Linked DNA regions of Mus musculus: regions 1, 2, 3 and 5 are each linked to region 4. The links are chromatin contacts, called in public HiChIP or PLAC-seq and promoter capture Hi-C maps. All regions are on one chromosome and are shown on one strand. The core of a region is the stretch at or near the end of the contact, and the rest is flanking DNA. Distances in the headings are between cores, read along the strand shown.

Evidence for each region. Promoter capture Hi-C pulls out the DNA fragments that hold promoters and counts their contacts. HiChIP or PLAC-seq counts read pairs in DNA pulled down with a chosen protein or histone mark. Capture Hi-C pulls out chosen DNA fragments and counts their contacts.
Region 1: a promoter capture Hi-C map of hematopoietic stem and progenitor cells shows a contact between it and region 4. The contact joins the promoter of Snrnp25 here to the promoter of Fbxw11 in region 4. A contact is called at or near these places in 13 of 39 promoter capture datasets (the 3T3-L1 cell line, the C10 cell line, the HPC-7 cell line and 9 more), 4 of 484 Hi-C or Micro-C datasets (B cells, CD4 T cells, embryonic stem cells and 1 more) and 5 of 115 datasets of contacts at active chromatin or transcription factors (embryonic limb bud and embryonic stem cells).
Region 2: a contact with region 4 is called in a promoter capture Hi-C map of adipose tissue. The contact joins the promoter of Nprl3 here to the promoter of Fbxw11 in region 4. A contact is called at or near these places in 11 of 39 promoter capture datasets (the 3T3-L1 cell line, embryonic stem cells, frontonasal cranial neural crest and 6 more), 2 of 484 Hi-C or Micro-C datasets (both in embryonic stem cells), 2 of 115 datasets of contacts at active chromatin or transcription factors (embryonic stem cells and large pre-B cells) and 1 of 9 other capture datasets (adipose tissue).
Region 3: a contact with region 4 is called in an H3K27ac HiChIP or PLAC-seq map of cardiomyocytes, with 3 times the contacts expected there. The contact joins the enhancer-like site here to the promoter of Fbxw11 in region 4. A contact is called at or near these places in 2 of 39 promoter capture datasets (the C10 cell line and cranial neural crest) and 15 of 115 datasets of contacts at active chromatin or transcription factors (astrocytes, cardiomyocytes, craniofacial prominence and 11 more).
Region 5: a contact with region 4 is called in a promoter capture Hi-C map of hippocampal neurons, with 2.8 times the contacts expected there. The contact joins the enhancer-like site here to the promoter of Fbxw11 in region 4. A contact is called at or near these places in 1 of 39 promoter capture datasets (hippocampal neurons), 2 of 484 Hi-C or Micro-C datasets (cerebellum and uterus) and 1 of 115 datasets of contacts at active chromatin or transcription factors (the NIH/3T3 cell line).

What each region holds. Positions count from the first base shown.
Region 1 is chr11:32,204,048-32,206,747 of GRCm38.p6, reverse strand. Snrnp25 (small nuclear ribonucleoprotein 25 (U11/U12)) reads right to left here and starts at 1,333. Exons shown (of 5, transcript NM_030093.3): 1 at 1,085-1,333. The coding sequence starts at 1,126. It also overlaps a transcript of Il9r not described here.
Region 2 is chr11:32,266,273-32,268,972 of GRCm38.p6, reverse strand. Nprl3 (nitrogen permease regulator-like 3) reads left to right here and starts at 1,266. Exons shown (of 13, transcript NM_181569.3): 1 at 1,266-1,550. The coding sequence starts at 1,433. RefSeq lists enhancers at 1-27, 1-190.
Region 3 is chr11:33,121,484-33,124,183 of GRCm38.p6, reverse strand. All of the region lies in intron 4 of Fgf18 (fibroblast growth factor 18), which reads left to right. Among named protein-coding and RNA genes, the nearest start is that of Fgf18, 25 kb to the left of the region's middle. Within about 2 kb of position 1,258, at least 50 of the 459 cell types and tissues checked have an H3K27ac peak or open chromatin away from gene starts, as enhancers often do. A contact at or near this core is called in pancreatic cancer cells, where this site is marked.
Region 4 is chr11:32,641,228-32,643,927 of GRCm38.p6, reverse strand. It overlaps Fbxw11 (F-box and WD-40 domain protein 11), which reads right to left and starts at 1,373. Exons shown (of 13, transcript NM_001271347.1): 1 at 993-1,373. The coding sequence starts at 1,037.
Region 5 is chr11:32,940,263-32,942,962 of GRCm38.p6, reverse strand. No RefSeq gene overlaps it. Among named protein-coding and RNA genes, the nearest start is that of Gm12111, 15 kb to the right of the region's middle. Within about 2 kb of position 1,437, at least 24 of the 459 cell types and tissues checked have an H3K27ac peak or open chromatin away from gene starts, as enhancers often do. A contact at or near this core is called in hippocampal neurons, where this site is marked.

The DNA of each region.
Region 1 (2,700 bases), core at 84-2,583, 440 kb after region 4:
AAAGGGAACCAAGCTTGCCTACTGTTATGGTTTGCATATGCTCAGCCCAGGGTGTGGCACTATTAGAAGGTGTGGCCCAGTTACAATAGGTGTAGCTTGCTGGAGTAGGTGTGTCACTATGGGCTTGGGCTTTAAGACCCTCATCCTTGCTGCCAATATTCTGCTAGCAGCTTTCAGATGAAGATGTAGAACTCTCAGCTCCCCCTGCACCATGCCTGCCTAGATGCTGCCATGCTCTTGCCTTGATGATAATGGACTGAACCTCTGAACATGTAAGCCAGCCCCAATTAAATGTCCTTATAAGAGTCCACGTGGTCAGCCACCTCAGTGAAGTTGGAGATTAGGTTGTATTGAATAAACTTTAAAGGAAAAAAAAAAAAAAGGAGTTGCCTTGGTCACACTGTCTGTTCACAGCAGTAAAACTCTGACTAAGACACCTATTGTGTGTTAGGATTTTCAATTAACACTGGGCCTGGCGATCCTGAGAGTATTGTATCAAGAGGCTCCAGGCCTGTACCTCAGGTCCAGGGTGCAACTGACCGGCTACCTAAAACCTTTGATAACAAAATGTCTTTTGTTTGTTTTGAGGCAGAGACCCACTACTCCAGACCCTTGGCTGGCCTGGAGCTCTCAATGTATCAGGCTGGCCTCAAACTCACAGAGATTCCCTTGCCTCGGCATCCCGGGTGCTGAGATTAAAGGTCTGGCCAGACAAGAGATGTTTTAATAAAACACAGAGGGAAGTACAAATAAACTTGTGTAACTCAGTGGTAGAGCACTTATTTAGCATTCGAAAGGTTCTCAGTTTGGCTCCCAGTTCTGTGCGCACACAGACGTTAAATAAAAACACCTTTGATTGGCAAGGTTAAAGAATACATTAACTACTAAGTCACGCATACTGAAGTTTCAGGCAAAAGGAAAAGACTTGTCACACTCATCCTGAGTTCATATCTTAGTGTTTGTTTAATTCAAACTTCACGGCTCAGAGGGGCTCCTCACCCTAAGCGTTCCACTTATGCGCAGAAGCGTCTTTCTCTGGTGGGACCACCAGCGCCCATCCACACCCCAGAGCCCTGTCTCGCACCTGGATCGGAAGGTCGCAGAGCAGCGGGTCTTGCACCACCATGGCGAGACCTTCTTGGAACACGTCCACAGCCTCGGAATGGGGCAATGTCTCCTCATCATCCTCGTCGTCCTCCGGCACCTCCGGCCGATCCTCAGCCTCCGGGTCCTCCAGGACTGCCTACTACTAGACTAGTGTTGCTTTCCGGCGCTCCTCCAGCCTGCCCTGCCTTCCAGGTTGATAAGCAAAAGGCGCGTGCGCAGTGATTGTGTCCCGCCCCGACGAGATAGCTTAGCCAATGGTATACTGCGTGGCTTCAGTAGCCAATGAAATGTGCGAGTCTTCGGGAGGCTGGGAGCGTGCAGACAGCAGGTTATTGGCTGGATAGAGCAGGTCACGTTGGTGGTGCGAGCGGCGCGGGAGCTACGAGCTATTCTGTTCCCCGCTGCTGAGCTTCTCTTCGGTCTGGGCTGGTTGTCAAGGAAGGCCAGCGTTGCTATCGTTTCGCGCAAGACACCTGTCCCCGTGCACGGCATCACCCAACAAGGTGACGCTGGGAGGCGGGCGCCTCCTGCTGCCTGGGGCCTGCCGTTGCCACTCGCGTGCTGTTGCCCCAGCCAGGTCGCTTCGCAGTCACTTGAGATTATGCCATGGGCTCCATTCCAAAAAATTGCCTAAAAGGTCCACTTTAAAGTAAGGTGGAAGCCGGGCATGATGGTGCACGCCTTTAATCCCAGCGCTTGGTAGGCAGAGGCAGGCGGATCTCTGAGTTCGAGGCCAGCCTGGCCAGAGTGAGTTCCAGAACAGCCAGGGCTATACAGAGAAACCCTGTCTCAAAAATCCAACCAACCAACCAACCAAAAAACCCACCAACCCCCTCCCCGCACAAAAACCAACTCCAACTCCAACACACACACACACACAAATAGAATAAAAAGTGAAGTGAAGCTTTGGCTTGGTGGCACACACCTTTAATCTCAGCACACAGGAGGCAGAGGCAGTTGGATCTGAATCGAGAGCTAGGTCTGTATGGGAGAGCAGGGACTACAGAGGGAAGTTGTCTAAACAAAACAAATCTAGGCGGGACCTGTGGTCCTCGGAGCTGTCAAGGGCAGCCTTGCCATGCGCTGATCTCTAGTCCTCGTGTTCTTTTACACCACCAGTCCCTGTAACAACTGTTCTTATGAGGACGCTGTGTAGGCAGCACTGTGGGCTTTTTCTTTTTTCTTTGCTCCCGTCACATTCCCTGGATAGCTACTTTAATCACTTGCCTCATTTTTAAAATCCTATGTGTATGGGTCATTTTCGGCGTGTATTTCTTCTGGGCACTGAGAAACATCGTGTGAGTGCTGGGAATCAAATTTGGCCCTCTGGAAGAACAACAACCGTGTCTCTCTCTCTCTCTCTCTCTCTCTCTCTCTCTCCCTCCCTCCCTCTCTCTCTCTCTCCCTCTCCTCCCTCTCCCTCCCTCCCTCTCTCCCTCCCTCCCTCCCTCCCTCCCTCCCTCAATCATGGTTATCCTACTTAAAACTCTTATCCCCTATGCCAAGCTTGTTGTACGCACTTGGAGAAAATCCTAGCACTTGGAGAGACTGAGGCAGGAGAAAGGGTTTAAAGCCCAGGAGAGTTGCACAGCA
Region 2 (2,700 bases), core at 17-2,516, 370 kb after region 4:
AACATCAGAGTCGGAAGGTATGGCCTGCAGAGCTCAGGCTGGCTCTGCTCCTTCACAACAGCTCAAATCCAGCTTCTGGCGGGGAAACTGGGGTCCCCAGTGGAGTCCACGGTGTGACCTACGTTTTGATTTCTGGAATAGCTGATGGTATTTCTTCACAATGATGTGGACACCTTGGGAGTTGAGGTGATGCATCCCAGGTTAGTTAGTCCTGGGTTCTCCTATCCAGTGCTGTCAGTATTGGGTAAGGCAGCCTCAGAGGGGAGTACAGTGGACTTCTGTAGACTGGGATCTCATCATTTCCCCCACACGCAGCATTATTACCACGTCCATTTCAGAGCTAGTGACGGTAGAAAAGATTGAACCCAGGGCCTCGTATATAATGTCAAGTGCTCACTAGCAAGCAACATCTCTTTCCCTTTTTGAGAAGGCCTCAATGAGTTGCCCTGCCTGGCTTTAACTTCCTATCCTGCTACCCTAGTCTCCCTAGTAGCTGGAAATACAGGTCTCCACCACTGAGCCTGGCTGTCACTATTAATTACATAGAAAATTATACTGTGAATACTCCTGTGAAGGTTGCTGGCAAAAAATGGGTCCAGAGATCATAGTTGGGGAAACTCTGGGCTCCTTGGTTTAGGTCTTCCTATCTCAGAGGCAACCACTGGGGTCCCAAGGCTCTGGCTAATCAAGTGGCAGAATGGCCCGGGGGAGTAAGAGGGAAAACCTGGACCACAGTCCTGCCTGGCTCAAGTGCCCCGGTCCCTATGCACTCCCGCTGGTTCCGTGGGAAGGTCCCACGACCCATCCCAGGCACCTGGTTCCATCTCTCTGTCTGCTTCCCTCCCAGCCCCTTCCTACTCCTGACCTCACACAACACTCAAATCACACATGACTGGGATAAAGGCTTGCAAAATGAGTTAAAGTCATTCCTTTCACATCACACATCCAAACCATCAAAAGGCAAACATAAGTGCAACTCTCAGACACTGGCAAATATTCAAATGGTACCTTCTCATTGAGTAATAGTTGGGGGGCGGGGAGGGGGAGGTTGAAATACGACTATTTTCTCTCTTTGTAAAGTTTGAAAACATGATTGTTATGTGATGAGCAGGCTAGTACAATCCAGACCACCGCTCCTGCCTTTCTTACAGTTTAAAGTTTATACGCTCTGGTTAAATCAAGTGTATGACTTTAAACTGCAGACAGCTTTCCCTAGCGAGCTACTAGAGTGCAGCCAAGGCGTCGCGCCGGCGCAGTCGCCTGTCCGGGCATGCGCGGGGGCTGTGGAGCGCCGCTCGGCGAAGTCTCGCGAGAGTGAGCGCCGAGGCCGAGGTGCCGGCTTCCTCCGTGTCCCTGCGGGCCCGGCGCCTGCCTTCGGCTTTTGCGGTCCCTACGCGAGTTCCTCTCAGGCGCACGCCCGGGCTCCCGCAGGATGGGGGACAATACCAGCCCCATCAGCGTGATCCTGGTGAGCTCGGGCAGCAGGGGCAATAAGCTGCTCTTCAGGTACCCCTTCCAGAGGAGCCAGGAGCACCCCGCGTCCCAGACAAGTAAGTGGCTCCTGGCGGTCACCCGCCCCGCCACGCGCAGTGCACAGTGCGGAGGAGGAGGAGGAGGAGAGGGGCCGCGGCACGACTCCTGAGTCTCCAGCCCATGAAATAAAAATGCGTAAGAATTGCCAGCTCCAGCAGTGGTGCGCATCTGGGATCCCAGCGCCCCGGACGCGGAGGCCGGGGTATTGCCATGAGCCCAAGGCCAGCCATTTCTCCAGACAAATCCAGAAAGACACCAGATTTTACAAGCACAGACACGAATTTATAAGTTATTTTAGAAAATATAAGCGACTTTAAGGTCTGAAGTTGATCTTGAACTCTGGTCCATGCCCATTGTGGATAACTGCTCACCATCTTGATAATCATCCCTCCTGTATATAAACTCTGAAAGTGTACCCACCAAAAAATAAAATACAGCATCATCCTTTCCCCGAGCCCCTCAGAGAATCTCAGGACACTCATTTGTTATTTTGTAGCATCCGCCTTGAAGGTTCTTGGAGTTATTGAGCACATAACTCCTGTCTAGTCGCAGTACACTGCTGCATGGATCAGGCATAGCCTGCCTCTGTAGGCAGTGTTCTTTAAAGCTCGCTAATATAATACAAAGGGTTTTAAGTTATAAAAACATAAAGATGGTACCAAGCTCTCAGAACCCCCTCCCTCATCCCCCTAAAGGGCAACTATCGTCACCATTTTCCAAATCTGTTTATACACAAGCAAAGCACACATTCCAAGTACAAAAGGAACTACATGGCCCATTTTTTCCCTGATATATATATATATATATATATATATATATATATATATATATATATATATATTGAAATAGACCGGATGGTCTTTTTGCTCATTTTCTTCTGTACTTTATGTCTATGTCTTAAACAGGTTCAACCTCACCCTGAGACAGGTTTCCTGTGTAGTCCTGGCTGTCCTGAAACTCACTCTGTAGACCAGGCTGGCCTTGAACTCAGAGATTTGCCTGCCTCTGCCTCCTGAGTCCTGGGACTAAAGGCCTGGGCCACCACCGCCGCCAGCCACCTTGTTCTTATTAATGACTGCAGTGAAGTCCATGAGATGAGCGTACTCTGGTTTATTCGTCCAGCCCCTGTTGAGGGCAGTAGTTTTCAGTCTTTTCAGGCTGGGCACT
Region 3 (2,700 bases), core at 9-2,508, 480 kb before region 4:
AAGCAGTCGTCCCTCAGCTGGGCCCACGGTTCTAGCGGTTCAGGAAGATTTTATTACTTTGGAACAGGCCAGAAAGCTGCATGTGACACAGTAGTGTATGTTAGTATGTGCACATACATGTGTGTGTGTGCATGTGTGTGCTTGTGTTTGCATCCATGTGCATGCATATGTGTGCATTTGTGTGTATGTATACTCACTTGCCGGGCTTGGATACTCCCTGAAGGCTGCCTTTCATCTCTTTATATCCTCATGTGCTTGTTCATGAAGGTACTGAGTACGTTTCTCCCAAAGGTTCAAGAGGAACTTGCCACTCACCGTAGCTCTATTGCTAAGTCATCTCTCTGCCCTCTGCTCTTTGTAAGGACTCTCTCTGCTTCTATACTGAACTGAGAGTGAAGTCAGTTGGGACAGGTGGCATGGGAAATGGGCCGCTGCTTAGGAACTTGTGCTGGGAAAATTGATTCCATTATACTCAAGATAACGGGAGAATGGTCAGTCCTGTTGAAGTGGTATTTGATTTCTTGAGCCTTTAGCTCTGCTCTTTGGTCCCTTATCCCTGGGTTGAGGACCAAGGAAATGTCACATAAATAATAACTGCTTCCTTTAATTGAGCACCTACTATCTCCCAGGCATTGGGCAAAAAAAAAAAATAACTGCAGATAATTTTGACAGGTTGGCACCACTACCATTCCCATTTCACAGGTGGGAAAGCTGAGGGTTGGCCACATTCCTGGGCACTTGTCCCACGTCCCATACTAGAGCTAGGCGGGATTCAAAGCCGGGTTTGGAAGGGACAGATTCCAACCACACACCCATACCAACCCAAACTGCAAAATAATAGTAATCCGCAGAGCGTCGGATGCCTAGGAGTGGTTTCAATTAGTGATTCACTTTCCGCCGTCGCAGGCCGGTCGGCGAGGGGGTCCCTCAGCGGCTGGGACGGCGGGCAGGGGCGGGTGTCTGGTCCCCTGGCCTGGCCCGTCCCCGTCTTGGCCAGCAGTTTCCTGCGGCGGCTGCCCAGCCCCGCGTCAGGCGCTTTGTTCTCCTGCCCGCCTGGGCCTCCTCCCAGACCAACCTGCTTTGAGTTTGAGACTCGCTTTTCTCCTTTGCTCCCTCTGTGCTCTGTGCCCCCCGCGCGAAGTCCGGTGCCGCCTAGTGCCGCCTCCTGCCTGCGCTCTTCCCGGTATCCTGACCCCCAGGAGTGCCATCGCGGGGTCAGGAGAGCGCCCAGTCCCCACTGGCTGCAGCCCCCGCCGCCTCCTGCCGGCTGGCCGCTGAGTCACCGCTTCCAAGGGAGCCGGCTCCGATTTCCTGCCCCCTTGCCCTCTCTCCCGTCATTAATATTGGTGACGGTTCAGCTGGCTCAAGGCACAGCAGCGAAGCGGGCCCTATCCCCTGCCTCCACCTCTGCACCCTCCTTCCAGCCCAGCTGCCTTGGCCACCCTTCTGGACACAGAGGCTTGGTGGCCCCCATCCCTGTGCTGGGTGGGGTGGGAATCATGCTTTTGGTAGGCTGTCGGTGGCCCCTCCCTGCTCACCCAGACTGTGTGGGGAGTCCCCTCTTTGATGGCTGGGTGTGTCTCTCCTATACAACCTGGGCTTACCCCTCAGCTCTTTCCACATATTGCTGCCCCAACCTTCATCGCCTGCTTGGGAAGCTTCAGGTTCCAACTGATCTATCTTCTCTTCCTCCCTGGACCAGTTTAGGGCTCAGTTTGGGTTCTTTGTGCTGCTCACACCATCTCCAAGATGTGGACTTAGGGCTTCAAGCATGAGCCATTACAGCCCTACCCTGCTCTCTCCATGGACCCTTCTTCTTGGCTCACCTTCAGTGGTCTCTAGATTTAGCTAGCCCCTAGCTAGCTCACTGTCCTCCCTCAGCCGTCTATGCCCCACCCCCACCCTCCAGACCCCCACTTGCTGAGCTCATAAAGAACCTGAGGTGTGCAAAAGCAACAGAGGGCCTAGATTGGCTCTTGCTCTCAGCCTCCTGTAGGACCGATGCCAGGGGGATTGATACCCTGTCTCAGTCTCACTGAACCTTGGGGCTTTGTAAGGGAGACTCAGTCTAGCATTTAAGGAGGCTCTGCCTGACTGTCTCTTCCTCCTTCCCCTGTGAAGATAGGTTTATTTTACTTTATTTTATTTATTTTTTTGAGACATGGTCTCCTCCAGCCAAGGCTATTCTGGGACTCTGGAATTCCCTATGTAGCCAAGGAGGACCGTAGGCTCCTGATCCTCCTACCTCCCGAGCGCAGAGACTGGGGGCATGTCCAACACCCCTGGTGCATGTGGTGCTGAGAATGCACCCAGAGTTCTGTGCGTGTCAAGTAGGCACTATATGGACTGAGCTACACCCCCAGCCTGAAGACAGGACTTGACATTACTTCTGCACCCATGGCAACTCTGACCTCTGCTGCCTTAGATGGAACACCTTAGCAGGTATTTCCTCTTTCCTGGTTATAGGTGCCAGCCTCGAACATCCCTGGCCAGTGCTCTTTGGGCCCTGAAAACAGCTATTTCAGATGCACTAGCCATTGACGGGAGCCATTCATTTCCTCTATCTGTCTTGGAGCCCTGCATGCTCTGGTGGCCCTGCTCCCAGCCACTTCTCTCAACCATATCCACTTGGCCAGAAGGTAGCACAGTCCACAAAGAGTTCCTGAGCATCTATCATATGCTAATCAGAACCTCCTCGTC
Region 4 (2,700 bases), core at 124-2,623:
ATACTTTATTTCTTCCGCCAATGAGCAAATCCTTCACTTTCCCAGACTCAGAGTCCTGTTTCCAAAAACCTTTCTAGCACCAAGTCTGAGGTCAGAAACGGGTTAGGGGTGTCCGGGGAGACCTGACCAGGCTGGCTACCAATGGTTCCTAACAGTACAGGGATCGCTGCTTATCCGTGGGCCAAGAAACCCCCCTCCCATTTTTTATTATTAAAATAAGAGAGGGTGGCAGTGATGAGCGCGACCTCTTCTCCCTCCCCTCTCATTTCCCAAATGATAAAAGTTATGGTTTCCCTTTCCTGGGGGATGGAATTCAAGAGTACCTAGGGCCTTGCTATACAAACATCCTTCACGGCAGGGTAGGAAACCCTTTGTCCAAGAAGCCTGACACCGCAGGGGCCCGGAAAATAGGCCCCTTATCCGGAACAGCCTCAGACTCGTAGGCACCCCCAACATCCCAGTCCAATGGGGCTATCCTGGCATCCATACAGCGGTAGCTTGGGGCGAGGGTGCTGAGACCCACCCCTACCACCCACCCCACCCCACCCCACCCCACCCCCCGCGCCTAGGTTATGGAGGCCGAAGCGGCTCCAACTGGTCTCGGACTCCCTTCCACCACCATCACCCTCAGCTTGAGCGAGGCTGGGAGGCGCGATGCAGGCCCGGCCAGAGGAATCCAGGGAAGGGAAAAAGAAATCCCCTTCTAAAAACAGAGTGTGATGGCAAGGCAAGAGTGAGCAGTGGCTCCGGCAGGAGCGAGGCTGGGGCGCCGGAGACTGGCCGGAGCCCGGCAAGGAGGGGGTTGGGGGAGCCGCGGGGAGTGGAGGCCGTGCCGGCCCAAGAGCGCGAAGCGTCAGCAACGAGCCATAGCAGGGGGGCGGCCGGGCCCAGGCGGCGGGGAACGAGGGCTGGCCTGGCGCGGACGCCGGGGTGGGCAGGCCCCCCGGCCGCCGGCCGGCCGGAAGAACTGAAGGCCAGTGGGCCGCACTCACCATGAGCTCGATGGTCTTGTCTTCAATCACCGAGTCGGGCTCCATGGCGGCCCCGGCGGCCCCGCCTCGCTCTCTCCGCTCAGCAGCGATCGGCCCGGGCGGAGGAGGCGGTGGCGGCGGCGGCGGTGGAGGCAGCTCTCGCACCCACTCTAGCTGCCAGCCCGCCCGGGCCGCCCGCAGCTCCGCCCTCACCCTCGGCCGACGCAGGACGCACAGCGAAGACTACAACTCCCGGCAGCCGCGGCGGCTCGCGCAGCTTTGTGGGAGCAAGAAGCCGCTTGGTCCAATCTGCCGGCTTCTGCCACCGGAGAGAGCACCTAGGGGAGCGCAGGGCTGTGAGTGCCGGACGTGCAGAGCTGGAGTATCTAGGGCTTGCTCGCGATAGGGCCTCGCGAGCGCCGCGACTACTTGTCCCAGAAATCCTCGCGCGCGAGGTCTTCTTCCGGTTGGTCGTTCCTGACTTCCTGGCAGCCCGTAGCCGCACGGACCTGGACGGAAACTCCGAGGCAACTCCTCACTTGTCGGAGATCTTTGCAGTGCGAGCGAGCGATCTCCGCACATGCGCAGTGGGTGTCTGCGGTGCCCACTAGTCGTCTAGGCTGCAGCGCTGCCGTTCCGTGTGTGTTGCATTTGGTAGGGACAGATGGTGGAGACAGGTGGGTCCCAGGTTGCACTAGGAAGTGTGGGAGGGGGCCCGCGAGGTCGAAGACACAATTAAAGGAAGATGGGCATCTAAGAGTTTGGAGACTGAGCTGGGAAAGCGGTGTGTGGAGATCTGCCACACTGACTGGGAGGAGCTGAGCCATGAGAAAGAAGCTATACATTTTGAAGACACTTTTTTTTTTTTCCGAGACAGGGTTTCTCTGTATACCTGGCTGTCCTGGAACTCACTTTGTAGACCAGGCTGTCCTCGAACTCAGAAATCTGCCTGCCTCCACCTCCTCAAAGGCGTGCGCCACCACCGCCCGGCCGAAGACACTTATTTTTAAGCATTCAGTTTCTACTAGTACTGCCCTAAGCACTGGGAATGACCGGAGAGACCTCTGTTCTTATTCAGCTTAATTCTAGTGGGAAGACAGCAGACATTGACTAAGAGTTAGAAATGATATGAAGAAACGCATCTAGAGACTTCAGAGAACCTCTAACTCCTTGTGACTTCCAAGTCTGTCAATACCCTCGAACCAAAAGCCCCCAGGAACACGCTGATAGTTGAACAAGGTGGGTTTTTTCCTAGCTGAAGTAGAAATGAACATACACCATGATGAAGCAGGGACGTCTCAGTAAGAGACCTTAGGTAATGTAGAAAAGGATTTGAAGGGGCTTTGGAGCAGATACTGCCGGGAAGTGGGGGTATAAGACTGGGCACCTCAGCCTTATCTATGGGAAGTTATATTAGATTAAAACTAATCCAGTAATTGTTGACAGCCTCTCCTGTTAGCCAGATTCAAGTGTTTAGTCTTGTAGCTGTGTTTCAGGGACTTGGACAATGTCCATGTTTTATCTGTGTTCACAAATGATTATGGGGTGGTCTTGTTTTTGTCTTGATCCATAAGCTAAGGCCACAGAATGGCCTTGTCTAATGTTGACGGACTGTTAAGTTGTTTATGTTTACAGGAGACCTGGCAGTCAGAGCTGTTATAAAGTGTCTCAAGGGCCTGGCTCATTGTACCCAGCCCACTTCACAGTAGCAGTGCCTGCTTGCCTGCTT
Region 5 (2,700 bases), core at 188-2,687, 300 kb before region 4:
AATGTGGCTTTCATTCCAGCATTGCTTGGGGCATTGTAAGATTTTCAAGTATTTTGGCAACAAGTAGCTACAATGACAAAATGACAGACTCAGATGAGGGACCTTTCTAAGGCCTGGAAGACTTGGTCATGGGAAGTTTCCCATCAGTATCCCCATGCTTGCTGTGCAACTCCAAGGTCCCTTGTGTAGCCCTTGCCGGGCACTTACACACAGCTTCTGTAGACTTGCAACCTTTTGGGTTGCTTACAGGTTTAATACAATGCTATTCGACACTGTTGAATAGCTGGAGGAGAAAAGGGTTTCTACAGGTTCAGAGCAAGCACAGCTTTTCTCTGAGTAGTGTTGATCAGATGTGGGTTGAATTCATGAATGTTGGATCCATCTTTCTCGAGGACCAAGTGTGTGCCCGGCAGGATGCCAAAGGGCAAAGAGGCAGAAAGGTCCTGAGTTGACAGAGGCAGGAGCCTCCACAGCTTAAGTACCTGCTGTTCTCTGAATCCAGGGCTGAACCCTCATCTAGACGTCCACATCTATGGTCCAGCATGGGAAGGCAATAGCCAAGCAGACAAAATCAAGTTTTTTCAAGACAACAGTGTAATGTTTTGGGAAATCCAAGAGAAACAGCTTTGGAGGAGTGTGATTCTGCTCCCTGGGAAGGTAAAGCCCAGAGAGCAGTGGGGGGAGGGGGGTATACGGAGGTGAGTGCTTTGGGCAGGGGGGGGGGGGTTGGGAGCCACAAAGATGTTGCTAGGGATCCCAGAAAGACCAGACGGTGGTGTGCTGGAACATTGTAAGGGAGAGCTGAAAGGAAAGATGGAGCAGGATGGACTGCTGGGGTTACACAGGGCATGCGCTCTGGCGCTCTGGCTACCAAGTGGAAGATGCAGGTAGGTAACTGGAGCTATAGGCAGCTTCCTAGAACGAGAGAAGCCAGATGATACTCAAGAATTGGAAAGGTGACTTCGGAGGCGAAGAAGCAGAGGCAGCTGGAAGCAGGTGAGTCTGAAGGTAGAAGGTCAGAGAGAGAAAATGGAGGCAGCAATACTAACTAGGAGCAGAGATTGGATTGCAGAAAGCCTTGCTGGAAAGAAAGCTGCAGCTGCAGCATCCTGGAATGGAGTCTGATTTGCATAAAAAGCTGAGTCTCTGTGAAGTTCCACCCCGACCAATGGGTGGTTAATTAGGTTTATTCATCCAACAGCAAACATTTATGGATGCTGGCCCCACTGGAACTTGCAGCTAGGGGTCCAAGAAGAAGAATGAGAAGAGCAGATTCCTGCTCAGGAAGTAGAGAGCCACCTGGGAACCTTGCTGTATAGAGGATTTTTGTGACCCAGCATCCTATGAAACAGATGGTTGCCCTCCCCCTCAGCCTACACTCCAGCTCCCATTTTCCCTGGCTCAGATAATACACATGGCTGCCACTGAACTCAGGCAAGAAGAGCCAGGCCTGATTGACAGTTTCCTGTGTGCCAGGCCTAGTATCAAGGGTTTGTCACCAACTATCTTACCCCAAAATAGAGCTCAAGGCTTGGCAAGCTTCCTGTGAAAGGCTGGGCCATCAAAAGTTTAGGCTCGAAGGCCAAATGGTCCCTGGAGCGGCTATTTCAATCTACCATTGTACATGAAAGCAGCCACAGACTAAACATAAATGAATGGACAAGACTGCATTCCAATAAAGCTTTATTTATACAAATAGGCTGTGGGCCAGGGTTGGCTCCACACCATATTTTGTTAATATAAGATGGAGTACCCTTGCTGTAGACGAGGAAAGTGAATGTTACAATCAGGGCCCAGAGGGTTTCCTGAAGATAAGACTGTCAGTGAGGAGTTAGCAACAGGGAAGGCTATTTCCTTCAAGGACAGCCACGTGCCGGGCAGTGGCGGGGGGGGGGGGGGGGGGGGGGTGTGCGCAAACCCTGGGATGCAGAGATATCAGGCAGAGGCAATGGACAGTTGCTGCGCCCTTGGAATACTGAGTCACTGCCTCATTGATGAAGTGGGGGTGATACTCTGACCTGGGTCCCCTCTGTCGTCAGCTGTTGTTCTCCTTTTGTCCCATTGGAGACGAGGGTATCGGTGAGTCAGGCAGAGGAAAGCAGGCTGGTCAATGGAAGACATTCAGACCCCAGGACAAGACAACCAAGGCTTGGGGAGGCTGAATAGCTAGCTGCTCAGTGGTGTGGTACCCGAGCATCATTGATGGAGCCCCAAACCTCTCTTGTTCCACATACCTTCTGCTGACACGTGCTATTCTATGTAGCACTGAGCACAAAGCCCAGGGTCTCATACATGTGCTCAGTGAGTCACACCTCAGCTCGCCATGTTCTCTTTGGGTAGAGCATGACATGTGAGAGGTGACAGGCCACAGGAGAGCCAGGAAGGTTTGCCGCAGGTGGAAGCTGCCCTCCGAGGGAAAACATCTCCAAATGTGGTTCCTTCATAAGATGTTAGAACCAGGGGAAGCCTGTGTCAAATCCCAGCCTGGCTAATTACACCTCTGTGTCTTGGGGGAGCTCCTTTTACCTTACTGAACCCCACTTTCTCTCTCTGTGAAAGAGCCAAATGTCTTTCTTATACAGAACGGTTTTCTAGGGGTTCTCAATAGAACATATGGCCCACTGGGATGTTAGTTTACCAAGGAAATTCCCAGGACCCATCTCAGACTGCATGAACCCCAGAGTCCATGACTGATGAGAA